Regions from separate parts of the Sus scrofa genome. Here region 2 is linked to region 1. A link is a contact called in public HiChIP or PLAC-seq data. All regions are on one chromosome and are shown on one strand. Each heading gives the region's core, a stretch centred on a gene start, on an enhancer-like site or on the middle of the called end of the contact. The rest is flanking DNA. Distances are from core to core; before and after follow the strand shown. Region 1 overlaps CWC27 (CWC27 spliceosome associated protein homolog). Region 2 overlaps LOC110257245 (a long non-coding RNA gene).

The links. HiChIP or PLAC-seq counts read pairs in DNA pulled down with a chosen protein or histone mark.
Region 2: a contact with region 1 is called in an H3K27ac HiChIP or PLAC-seq map of alveolar macrophages. The contact joins two enhancer-like sites. A contact is called at or near these places in 2 of 47 Hi-C or Micro-C datasets (embryonic fibroblasts and liver) and 1 of 2 datasets of contacts at active chromatin or transcription factors (alveolar macrophages).

Annotation. Positions count from the first base shown.
Region 1 is chr16:43,402,417-43,406,969 of Sscrofa11.1, reverse strand. The region is part of intron 10 of CWC27 (CWC27 spliceosome associated protein homolog); the gene reads right to left. Among named protein-coding and RNA genes, the nearest start is that of CWC27, 58 kb to the right of the region's middle. Within about 2 kb of position 1,824, at least 3 of the 83 cell types and tissues checked have an H3K27ac peak or open chromatin away from gene starts, as enhancers often do. A contact at or near this core is called in alveolar macrophages, where this site is marked.
Region 2 is chr16:43,607,999-43,612,971 of Sscrofa11.1, reverse strand. All of the region lies in intron 2 of LOC110257245 (a long non-coding RNA gene), which reads left to right. Among named protein-coding and RNA genes, the nearest start is that of CWC27, 260 kb to the right of the region's middle. Within about 2 kb of position 2,806, at least 31 of the 83 cell types and tissues checked have an H3K27ac peak or open chromatin away from gene starts, as enhancers often do. A contact at or near this core is called in alveolar macrophages, where this site is marked.

The DNA of each region.
Region 1 (4,553 bases), core at 575-3,074:
AGTAAAATGCATTATCTTAGAAGATTTCTTTTACTAGCACAATTACTCCTACATCTATTTACTCCAGTTTAGGTTCTGGGTATTGGCAGTATAAACCTTCTTTAAAACACACCTTCAGGAAAACTAATTAACCTCATCTGATTTAACAATATTTTACTTGGGATTTCCTATGTATTTAGAGTACTTTGTCTATGCCATTTGGTACTTTTAAATGTATTACTAGCTTAAGTAATTTCATGTGCTCATGGTTTTCAGAGCATGATTTAGGCAATAATTACATCTGATGCAGACAGAATACATTCTCTGTAGCCAAGAGAGGGAGGTGGGAGGTGGGAGGTGGGAGAATCAGGATGTTTATGAAGAACAGAAGGGACTAATTTTCTTTCTAGGTAGGCTTGGCTTGTCTCTCCACAGTGTCCTTGCAGAGTGGGTTCATCTCTTCTACTTTATTAGTTTCTCTCCCCTTACATGCTTAACAATTAATGTTCATTATCTGACAAATTAATTTTTCATTTTATTTAAAAATATGCTGTGGTTAGGAGTACCAGAAGGTGAGCTCTCCTATGGTTGTTAAAGGGAGGGATCCTGCTGTGTAGCATTGGAAACTATATCTAGTCACTTATGATGGAGCATGATAGTGATGGAGCATGACAATGTGAGGAAAAAAATCTATACATGTATGTGTAACTGGGTCACCCTGCTGTACACTAGAAAATTGACAGAACACTGTAAACCAGCTATAATGAAAAAAAAAAAGAAAAAACACTATAAAATAAAAAAAAATAAAAATAAAGAGAGGGTTGAATTACGTGGTAGCAAAGGCACTTTAAACTCTATAGGCCATCAGTGGCATCAGGTCTTAAAAGTAGTTCCATGTACCTTATTTCATCTGACCTGCCCACAATCCTATTGAGATAGGAAGGGCAAGTATTAATCACATCTTACAGATGAGAACAATTCAGAAATGTTGACTTGTTCAGATCTTATTTATTTATTTTTGCTTTTTAGGGCCGCACCTGCAACATATGGAAGTTCCCAGGCTAGAGGTCGAATAGGAGCTACAGCTGCCAGCCTGACAGCCTGTGCCACAGCCACAGCAATGCTGGATCCAAGCTGAGTCTGCAAACTATACCACAGTAATGCTGGATCCTTAACTCACTGAACAAGGCCAAGGATGGAACCTGCATCCTCATGGATGCTAGTCGGGTTCGCTTCCACTGCACCACAAGGGGAAACTCCAGATCTCATTTAGAGTAAATGATGCTAGGATCACAGTCTTAGTCTTTATGGATTGCAGCTGTCATGACATTTGAGAACATTCACTACACAAATACAATGTTTAGCATAGCGCTTGAAATAAAATTTGTTTTCACCTTGCCATTAGGCAGATTCATTCCTCTCCTTTAAACTAACACCTCATTTAGCATAGGGACTTGGTATTCATTTTCAAGTTAAAAAAGTAAAATAAACAGAACTACCTGCTATAGTAATCTCACCAAACCCTCCTACTTGCAATGCTCCTTTCCAAAAATACAGAAATCCAGTATTCACCCGACTGTGAATCTTTCAAATTGATTTACTCTAGTTAAAAAAAGAAGTTGATCTATGTTTATCTGAACACCTGAATTAATACATAAATCAAGCAAAATGAGTTATATTTGCACTTTACTATTCTGAAAGCTATCTCATGATCTGGTCCCAATCTATCTTTCCAGCTTTATTTCCAACTATATCCTTTCTTCCAGTCACAACAGATTGTTCGTCAAATACACTCTGTACTTTTCTCAGTTTCCTCTGCTGGAAATTCCCCTTCCCACCCATTTCCTCTTATTCAAACTACTTCTTCTTCAAGGACTGGTCTTAATGCTATCTACTGTGCATACATGCAGACTTCCTGATATCTAAGGTCAAAATTAATCTCTCCCTCCTCCATGAAGCTACTGTAGTTTCTCTGAACCTCTGTTTTGCATAGAGTTCATTGTGGTCTATAGTTCAAGGCAATATATCTGGCTCAGCTGAGAGCTTTTTTGTGCCAAAAGAGGATCTTTCCTTATCTTTATATCTATGTGCATATCGTAGATGTTTGAAAAGTGTTTACTGAGTGCAAATAACATAGCAAACAGAACAACGTCTAATTCAGGTTTTCATCATATCTTATCTAGACTTGGACTAATAAAGCAGCCTCCTGGTAGGTTTCTGCAACCTCAAATTTTGGCTCTTTCCTGTTTATTTTTCATACTACTACTACAGTGATCTCTCTGTAACAAAAACCTGGTCATGTCACTTTCCAGTTTTACTTTATATTGTTCCCCACCATCTCAAGGAGAGTCCAGTTTCTAAGTATACCTAGCCCATCTTGATCTGGTCTCAGTCTACGTGTCTAATACTTGGTACCATTAACTCAGACAGATAGACATGCATGTTTTCACCCAAGTTCCCACAGTTTTCACAATATCAAACTCCTACCCACCCACTTGCATATACTCAGTCCACCATTCTAACAGCTCATCCTTTATGCCTCATCTCAGGGGAGGTATAATAGGGCAGTTGAGTCAAACATATCTGTATTTAAATCCTAAGTTGTCCATTACTTGGACCGTGATCCTGAATAAGTTAAACTTTGCAAATACAGCTGAGAGAATATTAGAAAGCTCTCTGGCTTCACCATTCTTTCCCTACACTCTGCAATACACTCTGCTCCAATGCTTAGGTGAGCAATTTCAACACTGCGTAAAATACAAACCTAGGAGCCAGAATCTAAGCCCTAGGTTCCTTGTCAGTTGAAGTAACTAATTAAAATTCCAGATTTAAAGGCAAATAAGCTGTAATCTTTGTTTTCTTCTAGCTCCTTATACACTTTACACTAAAATGTGAAATAACAATACACAGAAAATTAAAATTTTTTTTTTGCTTATAATAGTGATCCATCTCAGCAAGAATGCACATATAGTATATTTTCAAATATTGTTTTCCTCATATATCTTTGTCTTTTGTTCATTTCTTTAATTGTTTTTCTTATTGTTGACTTGTTTTTGCTTTTTAGGGCCACACCTGCAGCATATCGAAGTTCCCAGGCTAGGGGTCCAATCGGAGCTATAGGTGCTGGCCTACGCCACAGCTGTAGCAACCCCAGATCTGAGGTGCATCTGCGACCTATACCACAGCTCATGGCAACATCGGATCCTTAACCACTGAGTGAGGCCAGGGATCTAAACTCATGAATCCTAGTCAGGTTTGTTAACCACTGAGCCATCTATTTTTTTTTTTTTCTCTTTAAGATCTAATAGGTATGTAATTCTCTGGATTTGGTAAACAGCACATTTGAATACCCCTTCTAGCTCAAAGTATCATAACTCTATATATGGATTTCTTTCTGTCCTAAGAATCAGAAATGGAAATCAAATAACAACAAAAAAAGTTATGGTGAGCAGAAGCTGACTGATGTGAAGCAGACAACATTAAAGCATGCAATAATGTACTAAGGCTAAGCAATTGTTCTGCCTGGAAACTGAGAGTTTTTCAATCTTAAATAGTACAGAAGAGGTAAATCCCTTTGGCATAATATATTTCCATTATCAGGTTTATATCTTTGTAGGGGTTTAAATTGTATGAACTTTGTTTTAACCTGGTTTAGGTGCCAGGTGTTCATCTATACTAAACTTCAATAGTTATAATGTTTTATTAAAACATATTCCAAAGATACATATAATCTGAACTTATATTCTTAAAATGTTACTTCAAAGACTTTTTAAAAGAACAATGCCAAATTAATTTTCTCATATGCAAATATATCTTACACGCTTTTTTGGTGTGGAATAAACAGTATTTTATCAGTGTTTTATGAAAAGCACCTTGAGTTAGTAGGAGCTTTTATATAGTAAAAGAAATTATCTTATATGGTAAAAGGCTATTACCTTAACTCCATGAATTAATTCTGGTAATTCATACATTTCTCCATATTATGACCCTCACTCCAAAGAGCCAAAGCAGTGATGCTGCAATTGAACCATCTTTAGGTTGTAGCCCTGCTCTAGAGGCCAGGGTCCTATACTTAATTTTTGTTGAAGGCTGTGTGTAGGTACTATAACAGGTGTTATGCCCCTTGCTTTCTTGTGGAAATGGTTGCTATTCACTGACACAGTTGAGAAACAAGGCTAGTTTGACTGGGAGATGGGACCCTCACACTGTCTCCTTAGAGTTAGCGTGACCATTGACTTCTGCAAACATCTGAGCCTCACATTGAAAAAGACAGAAAATGTACATTTTAATTTGCTTTTTTAACCTTTTTACCTTTATTCACCTATGCTTTCAACATACAGGAAAATGGTAACGTATTTTCATCACTAACTAATTTACTACAAAAACTCTGAGCAAATACCTTTAAATATCTACTAAAATGTGAACAAGGCCAGGATAACATTGCAAATTTTGTTTCAAAATTCATTCCATACTATACAGCATAGGCTAAAACAATAAAAGGTACAAATCATAATTTTTAAAACTTTACTAGGATACCGATAAATCCTACCTGAAAGTATAAAGATGAGCATAAA
Region 2 (4,973 bases), core at 1,557-4,056, 210 kb before region 1:
ACTGGACAGGACGAGTACTAGCTGTGAAGGATTGGGCTTTTCCCCAGTCTTGTGAGAGAAAGATAGCCAAATGAAAACCATCCTCCAGAAATGGGGGAGCTTCCAGAATCCCTGAGTACTAAAAAAGGAGTAGAGTTGGAGATCTGAGGGCTGGTGGGTTTGTTGCTGGCAGGCATCCAGGACTGGAGCATTGCCCTCAGAAGGCTAGATCTCCTCTCCTCTTAGAGCAAATATCACCCTGTGCAGACACCATGGTGGCCTGTCTTTTGGGTGGAAACCATAGAGACCATGCAAGAGCATTAGAAGGAGGGTATGGCTGCATAATTAGTAGAGAGTGCTGCTCTAAAACGTGGACAGGGAGAGGGGCAGGCACCCCTTCTGGGTTCAGAGGGGAAAGAAAGCTGCCATGGCCTGTCTCTGTCCTCTTGAAGTTGTATCACTGCTTCATGCCTAGTTCTCAGATGGGCCAAGAATCAGTTACTTTGCAAAGTGTACGCCAGTTACACAAATTGCCTGCTCTGTGGTGTGTATTTGAATCAAGACAGAGTGTTGCCAGTGGGTCAATCTATCTTTCCTCACAGAGATAGCATTGAGAAAACTGGCTCCGAAGGAGACAGCGTTTGTGCCACACTTTCTCTCATAACGAGAAAACCTCCCAGACCAAGCAAAGAGGAAGATGCCAAGAGCTGGCTGTTGCTGCTTTTCCCTTGGGTTACAGACAGTTAGGACTCCAAGCATGGCAGGGACCTACAGTGTTTTGTTATTCACACAGCTAATAGGGTGGCATGCCCTTTCTAAACCAGACTAACAAACCAAATGAGAGTGCATAAGATCATCTGTTTAAAAAAAAAAAAAAAAAAAAAAAAAAAAAAAAAAAAAAAAAAAAGGCGCCAGGAGACTGAATGTATTCTCTAACCACCAGTCTTTTTCCCTCTGTCCTCTTCTCCTACTATAATTTTCAGTCAAGGTGACTTACAGGAGATAGAAGTAGGCTTATGCAGGAGCTCAGAGAGAAGTTCTGGATGGCTCATGGGCTCTGCATATCCTTGCTATCTGGAATCTTAAAAAACATGACACCAGTCTCTCATAAAGTGGGACAGAGACTTCCCAGAGGGACTGATCAGAGCAAGGCAGAACATGCAATTGTGTCACTCTTCCTTCACTTAGGCCTAGTTCTTCTGTTATTTCTCTGATTTTTTTTTTTCAGTAAGAGAAAGACACAGAATTTCCCCAAATAGTAAGTTGGAACTTGTGATCAACAGAATTAAAATTAAGAATGTTTGACAACAATGTTCTGAAAATGATCAGCCACTTATCTTCAGGAGAGTTTTTCCCTTAGATGCCAGATCACTCCCTTCGTCTTGGCCTCTCTTTCTCAGTAAGGCAGTATGGGAGGCACATTCTCTGAGGGTAAGGTGCATCCTTTTCTGCCACCAGCTTCCACTGCAAGGCCTGTGATCTCCACTTCACAGCCACCACAACTCACTTTGCAGTCAGCTCCAAGCCTGGTTCTCCACCATCAGCAATATGGAAAAGGCAGAATTTTTCAAGTTTCCATCCCCCTTTAACTTATACTGGGCGAAGTTCTTAGTTTGCCTTTGCGGGCTCCACCAAATAGTATCCCAAGCCAACATGGCAATGGGTGCAGGGATGATGTACCTTCCACCTATATACCAGTGGAAACTGGAAACATTCTAGGTGTCCGTCAATAGAAATAATATTCAAGTATCTGATAGTACATCCACTAAGAGTCTTTCGGAACTTTACAGAAATGGTTGCTGAAAACTCATTTCTGCTACAATATTAAGTTAAAAAGGTAGTATACAAAATTATTTTCGACATGACTGCCACTGAGCAATGCTTGAAAATCTGTCGCAAATAAAGAGAAGAAAAGACTAGAAAGAAATGCATCAAAATTAACATTAACAGAGACTAAGCCTTCAGGGTGTGGCTCTGGTTGATTAATTTTCTCTTTATAATTTTCTGCCTTTTGAAATGAGGATATCGGGGAGTTCCTGTTGTGGCTCAGAGGTAATGAACCCAACTCCTGTCCATGAGGACGAGGGTTTGATACTCGGCCTTGTTCAGTGGGTTAAGGATGGGGCCTTGCTGTGAGCTGTGGTGTAGGTCACAGACGCGGTTTGGGTCCCACGTTGGTGTGGCTGTGGTTTAGGCCAGCAGCTGCAGCTCTCATTTGACCCCTAGCCTGGGAACTTCCACAGGCAGCAGGTGTGGCCACTGAAAAAAAAAAAAAAAAAAAAAAAAGTCCTACTTTTATAATTATGAAAAAAGGGAAAGAAAATCTTGAACTTTCGCATTTAACCAGTGAGCCAAAGCAATAAACAGCAGGGGCTCGGTGGCGGGGCACCGGGTGCTCTGGAGCCTGCGGGACGGGGTCCGGGACAGCTTCCAGGACATAGGAGCCTGCCCTGGCAGGAGCTTTCCAAGAGAAGTCTGTTTTATCTCTGAGCAGCGATGACGTCACCCTAGGAAAACCAGAAAATGCCAATTAATCACGAAGTCAGGACTAATCCCCGAAAAGAACTTGGGTTGCGGTGAGAAGAGAGGGTGCCCCAGACCCACGGTGACGTCAGTCACCTACGTGGGGCCCACGGTCTGGGCAGTCCAGTCTCCCCGCCCTCCGTTAGCCAACCTCCCGCGGGGTGCACTGCACAGGGGCGCATGCGCAGCAGTCACAGCCCCCCCCCCCCCGCTGGCTGGCCACCTGCTTGCTGCCGCCTGGCTGCTCGCACCAGCCCGGGTTCACTCTGTACTGCGACCATTCTTGACTATCACCACGGTGGTGAGACAATTATTTGGCTGAGAGCTGGTCGTAGTATCAGAGCCCAAAAGGGTGAATTAGATCCTGGACTGTAATTGGAAGACACTTGGACAGAGAAGCTGTTCTTATTTGTAAAGTATACGGTTTTATTGCCGTCTGTTTTAATGAGATCTGTATTATAGTTACACATTCATGATTTTATTTTTTTTAAATTATTTTAACGATTTCAAACCATTGTTAGCACGCTTTGTCAGCCCATTGCTGGAGGACGGCAGGGCTCTGGGAGCCAGGGCCAGGGTGTAGGCTGACGTTCTCCACAGACCCTTGCATGCAGCTACAGCAGGAAAAACAGAAATGGGCGCCTAGCAGCATTGTGAAACAGGATTGCTGATCCCTGGAGAGGCCCTCTGAGGGATAATGAACCTTGGATCAGTTTTCCTTGGAGAAGGTCCTCACGTGGGTCTTGCTAAAAGCTGTCTGTGCCCTGGAGGTGAAAAAGTGATCCAAGGACTCTGGGGGTCGGGGGTAGGGGTGGGGTCTGAGATGTCAGTAACCTGACACTGAAACATGTTGCCCTTATGAATGGCTTTGTAAAATCTTCTAAAAAGAATTCTGGATAAGGTGACACACTCTTTTTAGGCTGGTTTAGCAAAGGACCTGAAGCATTTTAAGTGGGAAACTACTGAGCTCTGCTAAGAAGGAGATGCTGGGAAGAGTGCCCAGGAGCAGAAGGATTGAGGAATGTCTCCACCTTGCCTTCACAGAATTTCCTCTTACAGAAGATTCTTACAGTAACTTGGCCTTGTGGTCAATCTTGAAGGAGCTCCTGCTGGAGTCCCTGCAGCTCAGTGCCCCAGCTCCCCCATCCTTTGCTTGTTAACTATTTTGTCAGGCAAATATTAAACAGGGAACCACAGAGGCCTGTGTTCCTGTGGGCTGGATGTAGGCAAGTAGTCAGAACCTGGAGATGAATGGAGATAGAGCTAGAATTGGGGTCCAGGTGAGCAGTACTCATTCCCTTCCAAAATACCCACAAACACAAGTTGCCCTGCTGAGTTGTTTTCATCACAGCAAGACTTGCCACAATCAATTTTCCTTCTTTTCTTTTTTTTTTCCTTTCTCTTAGAAAACAAAGGTCTCACTAGGGTTGCTTTATGAACCTCAGTAGAGTCAGTGCTGCATCACTTTAGATTGCCTTGGCAGGGAGAAGGGTGTTTATCTGCTTTTGATCACTGCTGGAGTCTCAGGCCTTTAAATCTTTTGAACTTAGATCCACTGTTCCACATTAGCTGCTACTGATTCTACAGCCCTGGTGCTCTCGATTATATTTTTTTGGCTCAAATATGATGCCTTTTCTGTCTTTGGGCCCAAAGGGCTGGAGATGTGGAGGAGGGTTCCCAAGTTATAATCAGCAGCTTGAGTTCTTTGACCTGTTTGGAGCTCATGGTAACCAGAGTCAGCAACCAACAGGGTTTAGAAGCAACAGCAGCAGGTTTATGTAGCTCGGGAAAGATAGGGATGTTTGGCGGCTGCTAAAATCGGAGTTTCTCAACCTGGGGTTATCGTCAGAGTCACCAAGAAAGTTAAAATTAGAGATTTCCAGGGTTGGGAATGGGGCAGACATCTGTGTTTTTCAAAGCTCTTGGGTAATTCTGACATCAGACAAAGCAGGGCCTGCTGGTTTATGGCCTGGGCTACTGTGAATCAGAGGCAGCACTTAGCTTAGGCAACACTGTGTGTCTGAGGGTGGAGTTGGTGATCAGAAATGATGAGCTTCTCAGATACATTTGGTCCAGCTTCCCAAAATTAAAGCCTTACTCTTGGGGATGACCTTAAAACTTGGGGCTCAGGAGTCCCCATTGTGGTTCAGCGGGTTATGAACCTGACATAGTGATTCTGAGGATGCCTGTTTGGTCGCTGGCATTGCTCAGTGGTCTCTGCGGCACAGGTTGCAGTCGTGGCTTGGATCTGGCGTTGTTGTGGGCATAGCTGTGGGCTGGCAGCTGCAGCTCCAATTCACCTCCTAGCCCATGAACTTCCATATGCTGCAGGTAAGGCTGTAAAAAGTGAAAACAAAACCCAAAAAAATCTTGGGACTCAAAGCTGAAGGGATCTGGGAAGAGGAAAGAAATACGTTCTTCTTGAGTGACTAGGAGGCAGAGGTTTGGAGGTCCTTAAGCCCAGGGGCTCA